Linked DNA regions of Mus musculus: region 2 is linked to region 1. A link is a contact called in public Hi-C data. All regions are on one chromosome and are shown on one strand. The core of a region is the stretch at or near the end of the contact, and the rest is flanking DNA. Distances in the headings are between cores, read along the strand shown.

What was found. A called contact is a pair of places that touch in the nucleus more often than the background predicts.
Region 2: a contact with region 1 is called in a Hi-C map of uterus. The contact joins the enhancer-like site here to the promoter of 9130221F21Rik in region 1. A contact is called at or near these places in 7 of 484 Hi-C or Micro-C datasets (bone marrow-derived macrophages, conventional dendritic cells, forebrain and 3 more), 3 of 115 datasets of contacts at active chromatin or transcription factors (bone marrow-derived dendritic cells, embryonic fibroblasts and embryonic stem cells) and 2 of 9 other capture datasets (bone marrow-derived macrophages and embryonic stem cells).

Annotation. Positions count from the first base shown.
Region 1 is chr6:72,040,621-72,044,488 of GRCm38.p6, reverse strand. 9130221F21Rik (RIKEN cDNA 9130221F21 gene) reads left to right here and starts at 1,961. Exons shown (of 3, transcript NR_046180.1): 1 at 1,961-2,128.
Region 2 is chr6:72,074,659-72,078,534 of GRCm38.p6, reverse strand. No RefSeq gene overlaps it. Among named protein-coding and RNA genes, the nearest start is that of St3gal5, 21 kb to the left of the region's middle. Within about 2 kb of position 2,009, at least 14 of the 459 cell types and tissues checked have an H3K27ac peak or open chromatin away from gene starts, as enhancers often do. A contact at or near this core is called in uterus, where this site is marked.

The DNA of each region.
Region 1 (3,868 bases), core at 712-3,211:
AGGCAAGAAAAGCCCTGTTGAGGAGATGCCAAAGGCTGACTACATAGGCTCTACCCTGCAGGCCTGGGAAAGGATCCCAGCCTGAAACACAGTGCTGGGAAGTGACTATCAGCCCTGTGTTTGGGTCTCTAGAGCTTTCAGGTCAGCATGCCCCTCTGTCCCTGTATGATATGTTCAAGTGATGAAAACCTAGACTCAAATGGGATGCAGAATTAAAATATGTTTATTTTAAACTGTACCATGCCTGCCTTTGCTCTCAATACTTGGTCAGCCTTTGATCCAAGTCAGTAAAGGGCTGGAGAAAGCAGGCAAATGAGTGGCGTCTTCCCGATCTCACACGCAGAAGCATGCGTACCAAAGCATCCCAGGGCCTTCTGTGTTAAGCTAAGACACGCCTCAGTGTGCTGAGCAATGTTCATTCTTATTCATTAATTTTTGGCAAACAAACTTTGTCTGTAGGCCAAATAAGAGATAATCAAATTAGTGTGTAGTCATACCCACACCCCATGTCTCCTGGGAAGATTTTTAGTGAGTGAGTTTTCTTGACTTGGGCAGCATTGACATTTTCGGTGAAGTAATTACATGATGGTGGCTGTCCTGTGTGCTGTGGGGTGCTTTGAAGCATCCCTAGCCTCACTCTATGACTAGAATCTAATGTTTTTCTTTATAAGATAAGCCATGGTCATGGTGCTTCTTCACAGCAATAGAAACCCTAACTAAGACAGATGTTGGTACCAGGGAATAGGGTATTGCTGTGATAGGCCTGACCATGCTTTTGTTTGCAGGAATGTAGACTGGGAACTTTAGATCAGGAAAGCAGCTTAATGCTTTAAGCAGGGCTTAATGGGCCATACTAGGAGGAACATGGAAGACAATGGTGCTGACGGTGGTTTGACCTAAGCAGGGGGCAATGGCTCAAGGGGTTTCAGGTAAGAATATTAATACTTGGCCTAGAGATCTTCCCTGTGATATTTTTGTGAAGAATATGGCTATTTTCTGCTCTTGTTTAAGAAGAAAAAAGTCTGCCTAAGGCTAAAGTGAAGAGTTATGGATTAACAGAGAATCCTTGGCAGAGATTTCCAGACAGCTTAGTATTGACTGTGTTGTTTGACTATTAGCGTTTACTCTTATGCAGATCTATAATGAAAAGGAGAAAAATAATCAAGGAAAAATACAAAATGTATAGTTTAAGGAGAAAGAGGGCACCAGGAAGTGGGATGGAGGCAAGTCCTTGAAAGGGTCCATGATTCACCGAAGAATGATACCCCAGACTCAAATAGAATGTAAATGCAAAGAGTGTTTTATTATGCAGAAGTGCAGCAAGCTGGGGTCTCTTGTTACCAGAACAGAGAGACAACCTAGTGAGCTTGCAGGCCTGATTTAAAGTGTATTTGGAAATTCTGGGGTAGGTTAATCTGTTGGGTCCATCTCTATGGACATTCCGTTACTGGGGTGGAAACTTGTTCGGGAGGTCTGGAAACTGTTGCTGACCCATTTGTCCTTGCCTCAGGCCAGGTGGCAGGGCAGCTTCTGAGGCCTGGACTTGCCCAGTTCTTGGAAACAGAGATTTAGAGCTAATCTGCTTAACTGCCAGTGTGCAGCCAATCATGGAATCAGCCTAGCCTTATTATTCCCCCTTTTCAGTAATGGGCCATCTTGAATCCATAAGATGTTTCTGAGACCCCTATATTAGCAGCTCCAGCCAGCTCTATGTCATGTAGAGGACCTAGTAACACAGCAGAAATGGCCACCCTTTTAACTAGACTGTTTGGAGGTGCTAGCTGGTTGATGACACCCTCCCCAGAGTAATAAGTCATTCTAGGAATAAACCGTACTAGAACACAAAATCCCTCAATTGTATTTACTAACCAGGCCATAAACGCATGGAGTAAGTCCCAAGGTACAACCCCATCAAACATTCTCTTGGGAGGAGCATCAGTATCCTGCGACAGTAGGGGTTACAGTGTAGTTGCAAAAGTGAGAATAGGTTGGGGGTACCGATGCAGAGTCCCTGGGGGAGAGGCCATCTCTCAAAGATGTGAAGATAAAACCTGGATTGGATTGGAGACCCCAAGATGTTGGAGATACCAAAACCCTGAATTACCCACTGAGGAGAGTTGCAGACCAGGTATGGAACCAGCCCAAGAAGGAGAAGTGTGCTTCAGTTAAGAAAACTAAAAGGAGTTGGAGGTCTTTGACATAAGACATGGAAATGCAAAAATTTTGAGTGTGCACTGCTGATTTTTGGTCTTTTCATTGATCTGATATTTCCTCACTACACCTCCTTTCTTCCTCTTTAGACTGGGAGGAATGTTCATTCTGTGCCATTGTTTGTTGGAAGTTTCTCATTTGACTTTGCTTTTACAAGGAATTATAATTAAGAGACTGAGTTGATGACCTGAAATAGTAATTCACACCTTTAATCCCAGCACTTGTGGAGCAGACTCAAGTAGATCTCTGTGAGCTTGAAGCCAGCCTGATCTACAGAGTGAGTTCTAGAACAGCCAGGGCTATTCTTCCCCTAATTGAACCGTAGGGATCCCTGACTTCAGTCCAATGTTAGGTGTGTAAGTATCTGCTCTTGTCTCAGTCAGCTGCTGACAGGACCTCTCAGAGGACAGCCATGCCAGGCTCCCATTTATAAGCATATCATAGAACAGTAGTGTCATGCCTTGGTGTCCCCTCATGAGATGGATCCCAAGTTGGACCTCCTTTCCTTCAGTCTCTTCTCCATTTTTGTTCCTGTAGTTCTTTTAGACAGGAACAATTCTGGGACAGGGTGAGGGGAAAGGGGGAATAGAGTCAGATATGGGGGGCAGGAGAGAAGCCCAGAGGGTAAAGGGAATGAATGGAAGTAAGCAGCCTTGGGGAGTGGGAGGTGGGGATGCCCTCTAGAAAGTACCAGAGACATGGGAGGTGAGGCACTCTCAGGACTCAGTGAGGGTGAACCTTAGCCAAAGTGCCCAACACTGGGGAAAGATAAGTGGAAGAATCCACCTCCAGTAGGTAGACAGGGCATCACGTGGAGGGACAGGGTTACTAACCCACAATCAAAATTCCTGTCTAAGAGACTTTGGACTTTTAAAGAATGTTAGACTATTAAAGACTTTTGAAGTTGGACTAAATGCATTTTGCATTATGATGACAGCTGCAAGCCTATGGTGGCCAGGGAGTAGGATGTGGTGGTTTGAATGATAATGGCCTCCATAGGCTCATATATGTACATGCTTAGTTATCAGGTGATGAACTGCTTGAACGGATTAGAATGTGAAGCCCACCGCAGGCTCAGGCTCAGGCTCAGGCTCAGGCTCAGGCTCAGGCTCAGGCTCAGGCTCAGGCTCAGGCTCAGGCTCAGGCAGGCTCGCTCTCTCCCTCCCTCCCTCCCTCCCTCCCTCCCTCCATTCCTCCTTCCTTCTGCTTGCTGCCCATGGACCAGGGTGTAAAGCTCTCAGTTACTTCTCTAGCACCATGCCTGCCTATGCACCACCACACTTCCTGCCATAAGGACAATGGAGTAATCCTCTGAAGCTGTAGGCAAGCTTCCACTTAACTGCTTTCTTTTGTAAGAGTTGCTTTGGTCATAAGTGCCCCTTCCCAGCAATAGAACAATAAGTAAGACAAAAAGTATGATGATATCCTCTGTTCATCCCAGCGCTCAAAAGGCACAGGCAAGAAGATCAGTAGCTCAAGACCAGTCTCAGCTACATAGAAAGTTCAGTGTACAGCTGGACTGTATAGGACCCTGTTTCAAAGAAGGTAGGGGTGGGGGGACAATGGTCACCAAGATGTCCTTGATATAGTCTTCTAAGTCAGTGATAAAAGAAGGGATTGGCACAAGGGCCTGCCTATGTCTATCTAATGTGGGCCT
Region 2 (3,876 bases), core at 760-3,259, 34 kb before region 1:
TGCACCAGAGAGCACAAGTCCAGCTGGTCCTCCATGGATGGCCCACCAAGTGTTCAAAGTAACCTCTACACACTTAACCTCTCATCTAGACCTCTTCCCAGTCGTCTCCACGTTAACTACCCATCTGTTGCCTGCCACGTTCCAAAGTCCTTGGGGCTCTCTCTTCTATCTCTCTGTGTTTGTGCACGTAGGCATGCATGTGGTAACCAAAGAACAAATTCCAATGTTGATCCTCAGGCACCACCAGTCTCGTTGGTTGGTTTTATTGTTTTGTTTCTTGTTTGGAAGCTGGAGTTTTTGTTGTGTCTTTCACTGGCCTGGAAGTCACCAAGCAGGCTAGCTGGCTGACCAGCAAGCTTCAGGGATCCTTCTGTTTCTCTACCTTGCCAGAGCTGAGACTATGAGTAGGTGGTACCACACCTGTCTTGCACACATGTCTTGCGTGCATTGTGGGGATTAAACTCAGGTCCTCATACTTGAAAGGCGAATACTTTACTGACTGACCATCTGGTCAGCCCCTCTTCTACCTCTGAAGAGCCTGTGGCTTGGGGTTTGGCTTGTGTTCTTTGCTCAGTCATGTGTCTCCTCCTTTGCTTTCTTTCTTGGTTCCAGAATGCTACTGCTATCATTGTCTTCTCTCGTAAGATCTTCCCACAAAGCATCTCTTTAAGACCTTGTACATGGGGGAGTGAGTGGAGGTTTAAAGGCAGGGTTGCCATCCATTTGTGCTGCCTCAGCTTACTCTCATGCCTGTCTTTTGCCCGAGGCCATGCCGAGAGCTTGGTCGGTCTTATGTGGAATGACACGTCAGTGAGTTTTGATGAAAGCTCAGCCTCACCCAAACTGGTTCTTGCAGCAAGAAATATTTAGTGACAGAGATCAGGACAAATGGACAGCCTAAACATTGGGAATCTGGGTAGCCTAGTGTAGGCTCTCTAACTTCTATATCTTAACCACTAGCATCCTAACCATCAGCATCCTGAGATTCATTCCATCAGCATCCTAACCATTAGCATCCTAACCATTAGCATCCTTTTGCTGTTTATATGTGGCATCAATCCTGCCATTTTTGATGCTAAGGATGAGTTGGTTTTAAGCCATTTTTGTTCACCATGGTAATTAGGCTCTGCTATGATCCACTTATGTCTCTCCCTTGGATTCTCATGTGCAGTGTTTGCCTCAACCCCTCATACTCATGGGTCTGAAGAATGGTAAATACGTAGAGGAGGAGGAGGACGAGGAGGAAGGGTATGGTGATTAATCTTCACTATCAATGTGACTGGTTTAGAATGCTGAGGAGACACACCTTTGGGTGTGGGGAACATGAAGGTTAGGAATCAACATTGAGTAAAGCTGGAGAAGAGGGGAAATGAGCTGAGCATGGCCCTCCTGGCTCTCTGCTTCCAGACTGGACCCAACATGATCATCTGTATCAGGCTACCTTGCCTTTCCCACCATGCCAGACTGGACCCTCTCAACATATCAGCTAAGATGAACTCCTCCTTTCTTAATGTTGGTTTTTGTCATAGCAATGAGTAAAGTAGCTGGTATAGTTGAGAAGGTTATGAGGGAGGCCATGGCCTTCCTTGGTGGCCAACTTTTCTCCTCTAATCTCCCACAGAAAGGAGCCCAGCCAAAAGAAAACTCAGCACAAGTGAAGCGAGCTACCCCTTCCTTTCCCTCCTCCCCTGCTGCCTCGTCCTATCCAGAAAAAGGGAGCTGACATCAGCACACATTTCGGAAGGACATCCCACGGAAACAGAGGTCCTTTACTCCATGGCAACGCATTAGAGCATCTTTATAAATACACACTTTACTATGTTACTAGAATGTTGACGGACAGTGCGTTTCACTGTGCCAGTGAAGAACATCTGCTAAAAATAAAGTCTGTGAAGATCGTTTTGCCTCGTACAATTCTGAGAAAGAGTTTCCACTAACAGAGTCCAGCCCCATTCCTTCCAAAAACTGACTCTGGTTGTCCTTTGTGGACCACAAGGATATAACCACATGGGTAGGACCAAAGGCAAAACAACAGAGTTTGTGGGGGTGAGTATTCCTCCTCCCACACTGAATTATGCTGTGGTGAATGTCAGCAAATGAGGTGGAATGTCAGCATCTGAAGACAAACTGATGCTGACATCAGCCCCTCTGTGCCCATAAATACAGGAGTGTTCTGCTACTTGCTATTAATCAGTAGGATGCTGGCCAGGGTCTTGACGACCTTTGTCATTAGAATGGAAGACTGAATGGTCTGTAACTTCTTACTTTTTGCTGTTCTGTGTTAAAATACTCCCAACGAGATCACACTAAGGGAGGAAGGGTTTATTTTGAGTCACATGTTACAGTCTGCATTAGTGGGGGAGTTTGGGCAGCAGCTGGTCACTTTGCAGATCAAAGGAAGCAGAGGGAGGGTAAAGATCAATCTATCCCTTTCACACAGCCCAGGATCTCAGCCTAGAGACTGGTCCCACAGTGGGTCAGTCTTCTTATCTCAATTAACGAGATCAAGATAATCTTCCAAAGGCATTCCCAGGTGCTTATCTCCTAGGTAATTCTAGGTCTCTGGCAAGTTGACAGTTGAGATTGAACAGCATGCATAGGGTCTATGAGTTAGAAAGGCCTGGTGATCAATAGGACTCTACAGTTGGCTGAATGGTGTGCTCTTGCTGGCCTCAAACTCACTATATATTTAAGGTTGCCCTTGAACTTCTGATCTTCCTGCCTTCACCTCCTGAGAGCTGAGATTCCAACCATGCACCATCAGGATTGGTTCATATGGCTGGGGGGGGGTGTATGTGTGTGTGTAGAATCCTGGGTTTTTTCCTGCATGTCAGGCAAGCACTGTATAAACTGACCTACATTCCCAGCCCTGGATTCATTTTTCAACACCCTGTAGTTTTACCTTGCACTTGGCTCCATGAATTTCTCTAGGTAGCCATACTGATCCAGGGATGGGGCAAGCCAGAATGGTAGGAGGACTCTCTGAGGGATCGAGCAGCGAGGGTTGAACAACCACCATAAAGCATTCTAATCTCCAAATGACTGGCAGCAACTAGAATATGCCATCTAGATCTCTGTCCTACGTGTGGGTGGCTTGATGTGAGGGTCCAAGAAAGAGCCCAACATTGACTGAGACAATCCTTTGGAGAAAGGACTCCTGGGCTTGGAGAGCGAGGGTCAGGGGGATGATCTGAGCCGTGTTGGTTGTGATACTTGGATACCTCCGTCTCTGCCTGTGCCCCACTTCATTAGTCTAGATTTTGAAGAGGAGGAAACAGAGACATGCTTTCTCTGTGGCAGGCGTGAAGCACAGCATCCCTTCTATTAGGACCAGAGGGAAAATTGGGTAGGTTCTACACATTCTAACACATACGCCTTCGTTTATAGACAGTCTGACTGTCTTCATTACTCTGAACTATGATTTTACTTCCCATAAGAAATAGTCCAGGCTGGCCCACTGGGTAAAAGCACTTACCCGCATGGTGAAGGAAAGAGCTGACCCTGAAGATTGTCCTCTGACCTCCACATGTGCACTGTGGTATACATGTGCCCTTCCCAAATAAAAAAATGTAATAAAAAAAAGATATAACCCCCTAGACCTGGCATCGTGGGTGCAGTATGTGCATGTTCTGACTGTCCCTTTTTCATCTGCTCCCTATGTCAGAGCTGTCATGAGTGCTTGGCCATGTTACTCCTAGCAGACTCTCAATGCAGCCCCCTAAGCATTCTGAGCAGTGACTAAAATTACAGCATGTCAAGACCATGGATACAGACTGAAGCCAAGGGAACGGCAGTCCTTTTTCTGGCCCAGTCTATGGGATGTTGTATACATAAAAAAAGAATTTGTTTTTCGTCTTAGACTCCTGGGGCATAACT